2 separate regions of the Mus musculus genome follow, and region 1 is linked to region 2. A link is a contact called in public HiChIP or PLAC-seq data. All regions are on one chromosome and are shown on one strand. Each heading gives the region's core, a stretch centred on a gene start, on an enhancer-like site or on the middle of the called end of the contact. The rest is flanking DNA. Distances are from core to core; before and after follow the strand shown.

Region 1 (7,209 bases), core at 4,108-6,607, 220 kb before region 2:
AACAGAAAAAAAATTCCTCATAGTTGTGGAGAATCCAAAGAGGAAGTGGTGGCTGGGCCAACGATTGCTTGGTGTAATTTATCAGAAAAACAATGATTATGCAACATGCAGAGCCGAATACTGATTCCCCAACTAAGTAAATATTCATCACCCTGTCCCCCTTTTAGAATCACCACTGATATGTTTTTGCTACTGTTAGGAAGATAGATTTTTTTGTTTTGTTTTGTTTTGTTTTGTTTTAAATTGGGATTTCCAGAAAGGACGGCCTAAGACTAAGCTATTATTGTAAGTTATATAGAAAGTCTATTCTGATTTTTTTCTATTTCATTTGGTGAGATTCGGAATGTTTCTTTTACCCACAAAAGTCTTGGCACAAAGGGAAAATGAGTTATTAGTATGGCACGGAATAACTCTGGGGATGAGGCCATACTGACGTAAAGCGAGTTACCAAACCCCTCAGACTCAGTTTCCTTGGCTGGAACGTGAGAGACGACAAAAGCAGGCTCAACAGATGGCTGCAATGTTGCAGTGAAGCAACACACTTCAGCTGTCAAGCTACACATCGCACTACTACTCCGCACCAAAGCCTAAACCCTCCCACGGAGGCTGCCAGCAGGAGACAGCCATGTTCTAAATCTAACATTTGCCTCATCACCGTATGATGGTTTATTCGGCTGCTTCACGCGCATGTGCTATCCCTGTTTATTCTTCCTGGTGACACTGTTTAGTAATGTGACATTCACATTTTCACAGGCATTTAAAAATCTAAGCAGAGACTTGGGGACAGGAAGTCATAAGGTCAGGGCTCAGTACAAGGTCTTCTCACTTGAAATCCAGTGATCCCTCCACTTCATTCAACACACACACACACACACACACACACCCCTTTATAGTCTCAATGCAAACCTAGGTCTCAATGCCTCTCACAGAATAATGTAAAATTGAAGTATATGAATATGAAGATGCATTATTTTTAAAAGAAATAACTGCATTAAAAATTTTAACTTAAAAGTGTATATACTGTCATGACAGGAATAGCAAATTAGGAGATTGTAGCTGAATATAATTATTACAACTTCATAGGTTAATAAAACCCAGCCCCGGGGAAATATAACTTAATGCACTGATAGTTTTCCCTAAAGAAACCAGTGACCTATGGAGAGGGAATATCCACCATGGATATGAAAGTGGGTATACAGAAAGAGAGGCCCAACTTGCTTCTCCCCAACTCCTACTTCATCCAGAAGAAGTGAGGGCAATCACCATAGGACTTTGAATTCTCCCACGAAGAAAGGAAATGGAGAGATACTCAACACTTCCACCATGAGCTGGATCTTAGCAGTTCCTGAATGTTTACATGACTCAGGGCCTTGCTCAAGTCTGTAAAAATGAATTTATGTTTTAGTCCTTGTTCCAACAGAGCAATGAAAGTGTCCAGTCTCCCATAGTTGGAGGGGTGGAGGCATGGGTACATGTGACCCTGTATGTCAAATTTCTGTGCCATCACGGGACATCTTGGAATGCTTAGCAGGATTAACTTGATGTCTGTCCAAACTATACCACCAACCACCATCTCTCACTTGTGGGGAGTTCTGGGAAACTATTTAAAGTTAAAGGAAGAAGACTGTCTTTCAATAATTAGAGTTAAGGAGCCAGGGATAACCCCTAATACAGAGGTGGAAGCAAGAGGATCAAGGTAATTCAAGGTAATTCTTGGCTATATAGATAGTTTGAGGCTAGCCTGTGCTACAATGAGGCCCTGTTTTAAAGAAGATGGAGGAGGAGGGGGGAGGAGGAGGAGGAGGAGGAGGAAGAGGAGGAACAATGGGGAGAAAGAAGGAAGAGGAGGAGAAACAACACAGAATTAGAGTATTTCTTTTTCTTCTTTTTCTTTTCTTCCTTCCTTTTTTTGTCTCCTCCTCCTCCTTTTGAAGATAGGATTTCACTATATAACCCTAGCGGTTCTGCAATTCATTGTGTAGACCAGGCTGGCCTCATACTCACAGAGTTTTGTCTACTTCTGCCTCCTGACTGCAGGGATTAAAGGTTGCTCCACCATGCTCGGCAAATTAGATTTAAGGCTTGAAAGGCAAATATCTATGTAATAGGTCAGATTCTGATGGTAGTCTTAAGACATAAAAACAAAATGATATTTGGTCTTCCTTTGTGGTTAGGCATGAAAGATACTGTATGTTAGGGTAATTTAGGATACAAATCCCTTATCTTGTCCTGGAATGAGCATATATATTCCAATGCACTCCTGTAAAAGAAAGTGAAGGAGCTAGCTAGAAATAAAGAACCAGACTTGGTAACAGGGAAGAAAGGGTAAGAGGTAAACTACTGTGACGATTAATAATGACTGGCACCTTGACAGAGTCTGGGATCACTGAACAGACCATCCTCTCGGGCACATCTGTAGTGGAGTATGCAGATTAGGTGAAGTGAGGTGGGGAGACCCACCCTAATCATTCCCACAGCGTCATCCCCACATCAGCGTGGCACATCTTCCTTCGAGAAGCACACACTAGACTTTAGTGGATGCTGCTATTTGATAAACTGAACTCCAAATGGACTGTAACAAAAGCAATGAGTTAGAATGACATCTCACTACAGAGCCAAGATAGTCTGCCTTCAAACCTTGGTAATTTGATAATCTATTGCATAGAAAATGAAATTTCAGTATAATTTACCTTACATGTCTTCTATCGGAAGAGTGGAATCTTTTCCTACATTTTATGAACAGTTTCTACAGCTTTGCTAGTTACATGTTTTTTTCTTCATTTTTCAATGCCTGGGAACTCTTACTGTAGGTACATTTGAATTTTGTCTGTGGTACAAGCTACAAATTTGGGGCTAGTACGATTTTTTTTATTATAGTGAGTAAGTATACATTATTTAATGCTTTTTAAAGCTTTTTAAATGAAGAGTGGTTAGTGAATTTTGTAATATACCGTTTACAACCTAACCCTAAGCAATAATCACGTGACTGTTCCTCTTTTATCTGTTGACAGGGATAGAAACTATACTTTGATTTCTAGGTATCTAATTATCTTCATATTCTGGGAATTATTTCTATTTGGTCATGGAATAGTAGCTTATATAAAATTTTATAACTATGGTGAAGTTTGTCTATAAACTTCTTTTTTACCCCAGATACATTTAAAACATTTAGACACTTTTGTTTTTACAACTGAATATTGATGAAAAAAATAAAAAGAGAACTAGACTTACTGAAAGCCAAGTGGAGGCCTGGCTTTTACAGAAACAGTGAACTAAAGATACCAAGGTGGGGAGAAGGTGGTGTAAGTAAGGTTCGAGGAGTGCAAAGATAAGGTAAGAAGTAGGAAGACCTGAGAGAAAGAGGAAGAAAGAATCTTCTTGGGGGGCGGATATAAATGAGATCTCTAAATAATGTGTGTGTGAGAGAGAAAAGGGGGAGGGGGAGAGGGAGGGGGAACGGGAGGGGAGGGGAGGGGAGAGAAGGGGAGAGGGGGAGAGGAGGGGGAGAGGAAGGGGAGAGGAGGGGAGAGGAGGGGGAGAGGAGAGGGAGAGGAAGGGGAGAGGAGGGGGAGAGGAGGGGGAGAGGGAGAGGGAGGGGAGAAGTAGGGAGAGGGAGAAGGAGGGAGGGGGAGGGGGAGAGGGAGAGGGGGAGGGAGGGAGAGGGAGGGAGGGAGGGAGGGAGAGAGAGAGAGAGAGGGAGAGAGAGAACGAGAGAACCTGCTGTGCCATCTAATTGGTTCAAAAACTTTACATTAGTAAATAAAAAGATCCAAACTAAGCTTTTCAGATGAGAGCCTGATGAGGAAGCCCCCACTAAAGTAGCTCTTTCTACTTTCCAAAGGCTCAAGACACATAACACAGTTTTGCTGTCTGATGACACCTGAAGCCAGCCTTCTTGAGTTGTATAGAGACTCAGCAGTACACACCCTGGCCCATGATTGACATACATTGGTCCAGTCCCTCTCTTTTCCTCCACGTGCTGAGTTAAGATTCCTTTCTTTCAGAGGCCACACTCCAGGTCACACGTTTTTTTCTCACAACCACGGAATATGGTGAATCAGTTTTACTTCCATGGTCTTGAGGTCGCAATGACAAGGCTGACAGTAGTTTGCTGTTGTTCTATTTTGAGGTTCAGTTACGGCCCTTGTCAATGTTATTTGACTTAAAGATTATTACAAAATAATTTAGATGTATATATCCAACAAAGAGATTTTTATAGGGAAGACGTCTAACCAGCGCTGAGAATTATAGGCTGAAAATATCTCTTGCTAGATTCTACCAGGATTCTCTGATTCTGAAAGGATTTAAACAAGAAAGCCACAGAGGGAAAATACATACCCTCTAGGGACTTCACCCAGTTCCAGGCTTTTGTTCACAAATCAATAGACAGTGATAACTATGTATCTTAGGTCAGGCTGAGGCTGTGTTACAGGCTCAGAGAAAGTACAAAGCAAATAGGGTCCGACAGCCATAGTCTCAGCTGTTGTGGGATATTTACCCATTTGTGTATTGGAACTGCCTGCGTTCAGTGTGAGGAATCAGACTTACGGCTTTTTGTTTAACTTGGTAAAATTTTGTTAAACTTGGTAAAATTATTGGGGTTTTTGTATTATTTAGTAGTAGTAGTAGTAGCAACAGCAGCAGCAGTATTTTTCAGAAAAGTTTCTTGACACTAAAAAAAAAAAAAAAAAAAAAAAAAAAAACTTATCTGGCCAAATAACCACACAGGAAACAGAGCTAGAGTTATTCATTCAGAGTCAGGTTGAAATTTATCACCATCCACGGGTAACTGAATGTGAGATAAGACCAATCGTGGGAGGTGCTGGAATTAGGGCCAGTTTTAGTTACAGCCTTCCCTGCCGAAGCTATAAATACAAATGGCCAATTTAACAGCAAGGAAAGACCACCTATAAGATCTAGACCTAGGATCTAATCAGTTGCTTTGTGGCTTCTTTCAATTATAGGATCCCTGCTATGTTTATGGGGACTTTTAATGTGAGCATCATGGTTTCGAAGGCCATATCGTTATTGGTCATGTTTGATCTGAGGGTGGGAAAGTGGGAGCTCAAACAAGACACACAAATGGCTGCACAGGATTGCTTAGACCTGCACTGTAAATTGGCATCCACAAGAGCCTACTGTGGAAGAGGAGGGGAAAGTTTAGACGCCACAGGGATCGAAACCCAGAAAAGTACCATTAAAAGTTCTTTGTGTTTAGCTCAGGAAATGAAAGTTAGTTGAGAATAAGTACTGTGGCTTTGTCAACATTATTTAAGAGTGTTCTGAGAAAGGAAGGATGGTCAAGACAAACACATCATCTCATTCCAGTGTGGCAACAGGATGTGATTTACAAATGGAAAATTACAAGAGCTGAATTGCTGCTTATATACAAATAATTCTAATCATGAATCAACTGAGTCACAATGCATGTGACTTCTCAGGCTTAAAAAAAAAAAAAAAAACCCAAAACATCCAAACCCTAATTGCTTAGTATTTTCTGAGTGAGAAGACCCCTAACAAAAAACTAGCTTTCCTGCTCAACACCCCACACAGGCTCCATGTCACAGCATGCTTTCTCAGCTTCCAATACGACCTTACACTCAGCTGCTCTGAGGAATCTTTTTATTCTACATCTTGCCTTTGGACTGACACATTCACCCACATGTCTTAAACTGCCATCTTCTCGGAACTGTTTGCACCACAGGTAGCTAAGGGTAACTTGTAAACTTCTTAAAACATAAAGAGAATTTTTTTTTATTTCCTTTGCAGCTTGGTCACAGGTCTCTTGAGTATAAATGCTTTAGATGCTATAGCACCATTGTTGCAGCATCACGAAGCTCTCTCGCACAAGCATGGCATCTCTGCCGGTGTGTCACACATGCACATCAAAGGTGTCATATCCAAAGTTTATGTCACTGCCTTCCTTCCACCGCCACTGCTTTTACTCGGGTTCTTTTTGAGCCTTTTGTTCCTTCAATTAACTTCATATCATTGGTAATTATGATACATTTCTTAAGAACAAAAGAAAGAGCGGGCCCCTAACATTCCTTCACCAAACAAGACACCCAGCCCAGCCTGCACCTGCCATTCCTGGACACATATACAGCTTTCACTATTGTCTGTTGTCTATAACATGAATCAGGTTCTTCATCAAGCCCCGTGGCGATACTTTTCTCCTTACAAGTCTTGCATTTTTCACATAAAGCCTACGGTCTGGCCACACCTAGTCTTATGCATTCCCCAGACAATGCACATCTACTATTGTTACAGGTTTGCAGTGTTCCCTCTGCCTGGAATGCATTTCCTAACCTGTCTGAGAAGGATTCCTCTCGCCCAAGTTTACCGTCATACTGGGCCTATTACATATCATGTCAACTCCAGGACTGATAGAGAGTTCACATCTCAGTATTGCTGATATCCAGGTATATTTTATGAGCTCCATCTACATCAAGGCTGGGCTAGCAGTAGTATTTTCCTTAGGAGTACAAGTAATAGTGGTACTGTTTATGAAAATGTGGAATCAGATAAATGTTATACTTAAATTGCATGAAAATCACCATAAAATGTGATTATCCAAGGTCAATAACACATATTTGTGGTGGGCAGAGAATTTTACGTTTCCTATTAGTCAGAGAAACAGCTACGCTTTAAAAAAATGTAGTACTGTCTTCTGCCCATGTTCACTTCGTGCTGCGCTGCCTAACACAGCCCACGGACAATGGAGTCCACAGTTAACAGAGCCAAGTGACCTTGAATTACACTTCTGAAACTCTGACCCAAAGTAAGTCTTTTCTATTTTTCAAAGGAACGACTCTTTATTGCCCTAACAGTAATCAAGAGATATTCCCGTTTGTATACTCTGCAAGTTAGCAAAGTTACAGGTTCGAAACCATATGAGGATAACATTACATGTCATATAGTTCTTGGTTATACACCACTAAACGACAGAAACACGGTCTCATTTGGCACTGTCACAGTGTTTTCTACATACAACAGGGAAGTTGCACATATGAGTGCATATAGAGTGTGACAACATGCATAAGATCAAGCCAGATGAAATCCTAGAATGAGGGTTGGGGTGGGCATGAAATCCCATTGATAGCTGAGGAGCTATTCGCATTTGATAGCTCTTGGGACAGAAGAGTCAGTTTTCTTTAATGGAGTAATGTAGTATGGCAGGCCCCACTCCCAACTATAACTGCACCCAAG
Region 2 (6,342 bases), core at 1,450-3,949:
TCCCAGAAATTGGAGGCAGAGCCAGGTGGAGTTCAAGGCCAGCCAGGTCTAAAAAGTGAGTTCCAGGACAGCCAGGGCTACACAGAGAAACCCTGTCTCAAAAAAACAAAAAACAAACAAACAAACAAAAAGAAGTCTTTGTGAAACAGCTAGATTCTCAAATCACTGTCTTGGACACCAGCATTTTCCAACATCCCTTCACCTTGTGCTGGCAACCTACATTAAGTCTCCCAACAAACTGATTGTTCTAAGGCTGAGTAATGTCTGACATGAGGAATTTATTCTGTGTATACACACACACACACACACACACACACACACACACACACACACACACACACACACACATATTACATGTGGCTGGGGATCTTCTCAATGACCCTGTAAGCTAGGCGCAAAGTCTCCTGATTTTAAAGATGGAAAAGTGGTGATGGAGGAAGTTAGCCTTGCTCTGGACAAAACAAGAAGTGAGTAGAACAAAATTCAGAGACCACTGTCCATCATTAACCTCCTGCCATACACAATAAAACAGACTATAGGCAACAATTAGCTTTTGATGTCCAATGGCAAGCAGCAATCTAATCCCTGGGAAAGTAGAAGTGTGTGAGGTAAGCCACACAACTGTCCATGATTTCTGCCAAATGCTGATTTCTGGATTGCAAAGGAAAAATGAAATGAGCCCTGGTGACTTATCTGACATTTTAAGCATTCTAGCATGAATATAATTAGGAGCATTGGGGTTGGACAGAAAATATTCAAAGAGATACTAGCTTTAATGTTTCAAGTTTGAAGAAGGTTAGAAACCCATGGAATAAAATGTTTCAACTAACCACAAGCAAGACAAACGCAACAAACCAGCACTAAACAAATTTGCTGAAAACCACTGATAAAAGGACTACTATTGAATCAGGTAGGGGAAGCTGGACACTAGCACAAGCTTCCAATCAGAACTAAGAAGGGAGAAGATGGTGAGTGCTGGCAGTCAAAAGGAATGGGAAAGAATGACATAAGGCGACTCACTTTATTGCAAAGTTATAACAATCCTAAATTTGTACTACTGATACCTAATAAAAGGTACCGGTACGTGAAACAAAACTACCAGAAATGGATGGAGAAATATACAAATTCAAAATTATATGGAGAGACTTCCATATTACTCTCTTATTAATTGCCATAAAAGACTGACAGAAAATCAGTGAAGTCAGGAATGGTGGCTTGTGCCTGGAACTCCACCACTCAGGAAGCTGAAGCAGGAAGATTACCATGAGTTCAAGGTTAAGTAAGTTCAGGACAGCCTGGGCTACGTAGCGAGACCCTATCTCAAAAATAAGACTGCAAAATCAATGGATACAAAGACTTACCAGATTTTATCTAATAGTTATAAGATATCCCACCCAATAATTGGAAAATATGTACTCTTTCCAGACATATGTAGAATGTATAACCAACTATTTGAAAATTAAAGAACATACTTAACCTCAAGTGTTAAAATCACAAGAAAAAGTAGAGGAAATTGGGGTCACAATTAAAGTGGAATTCATAGGAAATATATAGACCTGCTCAATACTGAATGGTACTCCCTAATTCTCCTAAATGTTCTTTTGGCTAGGGGAATGTTGCACACGGTGAACACATCGTTAACCTAGAAAAGATCATATGCTTTCTGAACACTGCTATTGAATTCCCCTGCTTTGCTCCCAGGAACCTTTCAGTCTCTATGGTTAGGCATATGTTGGACACTGATCTTGAAGAAACAAAACCAGCTCCAGAGAAAGAGCTCTGAATGTATTAGCGGTTCCTAGGAAGACAGGCCTTCCAGCTTACTCTACAATGAAGTCCCAAGCCAGAATCTTTACAGACATTATCTGTCCAAGTTAGCTTGTGGTTCCAGTGGCTGCCAGTTAGCTGAGAACTTCTAACACCACAAGCAAGAGGCTAGAGAATAAAAGGAGAAACAGGCTGAGTAATTCCACACTTACTGCACCCACAAGATCTCTGAGGCTGCTGTTTTCCACAGTCATACCTCCTACTGATTGCTGCTTTTCTATTCTGCAGTTCTTGTCAGCTTTCTAACAATGGAAATTTGTTTCCCTTTCAAGCCTAGGAGTGTTCCTAAGGGCCACCCACTCATGTTAGTTCCTGGAAACCCATAAACCTGGACTTGTTTTCTTAACTAGGTCATTCAGTTCATACATAGCCTCTAAAAACTACCTTCAAGTTTGGACTTACTAACTCTACTCTTTAACTTTCCATCAGGAACTCTGACAAATATTGGCGCTGGCAATGATATCTATTTCCTGCCTTCTAACATGTTCATATTTACTAATGCACATAGGCCCTTGCTGTCTGCTACCCACGGTACTCATTTAGAATAATAGCGATACTGTGATTGGTCCATCCATTCTCCAGTGAGCTATCAAAGTGATCAACCCCTTCTCACCTTCTGTTCTGACAGAGAACGGGAAATTGACATAGCCCCAAATAAGGGAGGGATGTAGTTAAGTATACTACTTTCTTTCTCAGGTGAAGACGATTCAATTGGTACAAAAGAGAAGCACAATAAATAAATCAATAAAGGCACAAGACCAGAGACCTCCTCAGACATATTTGGCAGCAATATCACATCTGAATAACAGCTACAATTGGCATCCTTGTGTAACTGAGCTTACAAAAGGCTAGCTGTTCTCCCCAAGTTACCTAGAGTCCTGACTAACCCTAAAGGAATTCCAGTGGCGAAGTGCTAAGAATGAATCACCATCTCTGCACCATTCCAATCTTTGACGCTGGCACAAATCTCTTCGGGTCCTTTATGGCTTAGTGTATGTCTTCAAGAAACAAGGGAAATAATATGATGCTTTCTTTCCCAGAACACATAGGTATAAGGAGTTCACACTCATGGTCAAAGGAATGGTTCAGTAGGCATATTCTCAAATTCATTTTACTTGCTTTTAGGTATTTTTGTTGTTTCTGATTCTCTCCTTCAATGTATAATATGATCCAGAAAACCAAACCAAACCAACCAAACATGGACAACAAACCATTGAAGCAAAAGAGGAGTTTCATGTAGGAGGACATTGGAGAACTCAGGGTCTTGTCAACATGTTTTGTTCAGCTAAAGTACCACAGATTCTTTTCATTACACCTTGGATCCATTTGCTCAAACATGAAGCTAGTCCTAATCATGTTTAATTAATTAGCTTGCTTTTAGCATCACACCAATATTTGAGTCCCCTCAAGGGGACTGTTGCAATCATCAGTGTGATTTTGCTATGTCTTTAGGCCATTATTGCACCAGAAAACACAGCTCCGATTTAAATTGCATGTCAGCAGAAAAAAATCAATGTACTAAAAGAAAATTGATTCCATAAGCCAAAATCTTTATGAAGGCAACTGATCCATAAAGTGAGTTAAAACTATACTAAGAACAGAATTGAATTCTCTTTCTTGGCCAAAAAGGACTTATCAATGTATTCAAATTCATGATAAACATTCACTGGGAAAAATTACAGTAAATAGGAAAATAGGGATCTTACAGCCTGAGGTTGATGAGAAATCATAAATCAGTACAAGATTGTCAGCAATGCTTCAGTGTAACGAAAAGGGTTGGGCTGATGGGTGTTGTAGAGACAAATGTATCTATCAGGAGTCGGGCTTTTATTGTGGGCTCACATGTTACACAACCAAAGGAGAATTATATAGGCCAGTGGTGAGTCTGCTGATAAACACAAGTTCCAAATAATTAATGCTCTCTTCCCTTATTTGAAATGAAAATGTACAGATGAAGGGCAGGAATATACCCGATTCCTGGGGAAAGCCACGGGCTTGCTCACACCCAGGGATGGGGTGGGGTGGGTGAATGACTTTTCAAGGGACTCAGCTTTGCTCAAGCCACGGAGAAACCAACTGGCAAAGGAAATGAGAACACATTGCTAGGGCAACAGGCAACAAAAGTCTATTCCTGCAGCAATGCCTTCCAGCTAATTTAATCCTAAAATAGTTCTGTAATTTGCCACAGAATCTAGAACAGCATGCATTACTGAAAAGGATAAAACAGTAAAGGAACGATTGGATAATTTCATGTAAATTACTAAAGGTGTTACTTTGCTGAAGAGACTTGACACTATTTTCTTTGCAAAAAAAAAAAAAAAAAAGAAAGAAAGAAAATTGTTAGATCGTGTCTATTTTTAAAACAGTGTAAATTTGAGTCTTAATATTTGTACCCTTAAAAGAAAAATCAATGAGGAAGTTGGGGAGGTAGCTCAGTGTGTAAAAGGCCTGCCATATAAGTATGAGGACCCAAGTTCCAACCCCTAGTACCCACTTAAAGAGTTGGATGCAGCACAGTGTGCATCTGTGGCTGCAGTGCTGGACGGGTGGGGCAGATGCAGTCAGATCCCTGCAGCTCACTGTAGCCTGGCCTAATAGATGAACTCCAGTTTCAGTATCTATCTATTCTATCTCAAACAATAAGGTGGAAAGTGATCAAGCATGTAACCCATACATGCCGATATATCTTTTCCTACACGGCTATAGGAGATCATAAATGGAAGGGTTAGCAACAACTGCTGCATCCTCATATGGCTCTAGGAAGTTGACCTGATAAGAGGGCCATTGAGGGAATAAAGAAAGAATGGACAAATGGACACACTTATATAAACATGGGTTTCAGGTGGACTGAGGTCTCTGATGGAGAAATCACAGCACCCTAGGGTGGCTCTGCATTTCACCTTGCCACTGATATATGTGAAAGCCACTTGGGGAGAAAAAACACGGAACCACTAGGCTATGTTAGTTCCTCACCACCATCAGATCCTGGGACACGCCATTGACACACCGCTCAGGGGAGGCAGAACACAGGCTAAGATGAGGGGTCCCAACCCATGTCTTTCCAGGTGAGAAATGGTTCAGGCTGAGGCTGTGGTTCCCAATCTCCTGGACACCCAGACACCACTGGGAACAGGGAGGAGTTAAGAACAGGGCCCATGGGCCTGAGATGAGCCCTGGGATGGGAGAATCTGGCTCAGCTCACCGTAAGTGTCAGGACTTAGGCTGTGCAGCTCTGTAATGAAGGCTTCAACTGACAACGGTTCTTGATGAGAGAGACAGTCCTTGTTTGTCCCAACTGTTTATTCATGGTGCAAAAGAGATTAAATGTCTTTTGCAGGAGGGAAATGTCCAAGAAGGGAAGCTTATTGGTTAAACCCTCTGGGCAGCCCATCTAGATACCTCATTAGCATGGACAATTCTGGGCTCTATGCTACATGACCAGTTGGTATGATCCTCTTAGTGAGGTGCTACGTGCTCCAGGACAGGTATCTTGTCTACTGTTCTCAATTATGAGAATTGCTGGGTTTCCTTAATCTGTTGAACTTTACCAGTTTTTCTGCCTGGTGACACAGTTGAACTTGTCCCACACCTTAGAAACTCAATGTGCTTTTTATATACTGTTGAACAGAGAGGCAGGCTTGTTACATACAGAAGAATAGGGAGCTAAGATTATCACAGATAAACAAGGAGGCAGCCTTTATAGTATCACCTGGCTTATTAGGCAAGTTTAGCTAATCTCTGTAGGGGCAATCTCTGTAGGGGACCAGTCTTCAGGCTATAAATATTCTTAAGGAGAAAGCTATGGTGGACATTTTCTGCACATATTACCAACATTCATACTTGAGCCAGGAAAAGAAGCTTTGTCATTTGCCTGAGCCTCGCCCAGAGAAGGCTTTGGCCTTTTCCTATGAGTTTGGTCCTGGCATGGCCATGTCCATACTACAACACACATTCACCCAAGCCTACAACACTCAGGACTTCCTCTATCCACCGTGGGCAAGTCCATCAGTCTCACGTGATTCTAGGCCCTAAGTTCTGAAGGCTCTGGGCAGGCCTCTGCTTAATAATATATTCCCACTGATCAGGGGAGCAAGAGTCAGCCTCAGATTTTCTGGGGTTCATTACTACTACCTGACAGAAAAAAAAAGAGGTAGAATCAAGTAGGCTGTAATGATCAGCCAGCTGCCATGGGATTGATGGGGATTTGGTGGGACATGAACAGAGTCTGAAGGAGAAGTTAGCAGCAGACTATTGTGTTTTCTGAGCTGGACTGTCAATGGTCCAGACTTCAGTACTAAATGGTGGTTGCCACCCAAAGAAATCCAGCTCAACCTAAATCTTCTTACTAAATGCAAGAGCAATGACTGAGGAAAGATCTAGTGTACCAAAGAGAACTCTGTAATTACTAGAAGGCATCAGGTCTATAGCTATATATTCTCACATGCTATTGCTATAGCTACAGATAAATATTACGTTTTTGTTTTTTGTTTCATGAATGCTAGTTTCTGTTCTTTC

The links. HiChIP or PLAC-seq counts read pairs in DNA pulled down with a chosen protein or histone mark.
Region 1: a contact with region 2 is called in an HNF4G HiChIP or PLAC-seq map of pancreatic cancer cells. The contact joins two enhancer-like sites. A contact is called at or near these places in 1 of 115 datasets of contacts at active chromatin or transcription factors (pancreatic cancer cells) and 1 of 9 other capture datasets (adipose tissue).

The regions. Positions count from the first base shown.
Region 1 is chr2:113,638,784-113,645,992 of GRCm38.p6, reverse strand. The region is part of intron 16 of Fmn1 (formin 1); the gene reads right to left. Among named protein-coding and RNA genes, the nearest start is that of 4930533B01Rik, 66 kb to the left of the region's middle. Within about 2 kb of position 5,357, at least 27 of the 459 cell types and tissues checked have an H3K27ac peak or open chromatin away from gene starts, as enhancers often do. A contact at or near this core is called in pancreatic cancer cells, where this site is marked.
Region 2 is chr2:113,417,283-113,423,624 of GRCm38.p6, reverse strand. All of the region lies in intron 2 of Fmn1 (formin 1), which reads right to left. Among named protein-coding and RNA genes, the nearest start is that of Gm13963, 29 kb to the right of the region's middle. Within about 2 kb of position 2,699, at least 74 of the 459 cell types and tissues checked have an H3K27ac peak or open chromatin away from gene starts, as enhancers often do. A contact at or near this core is called in pancreatic cancer cells, where this site is marked.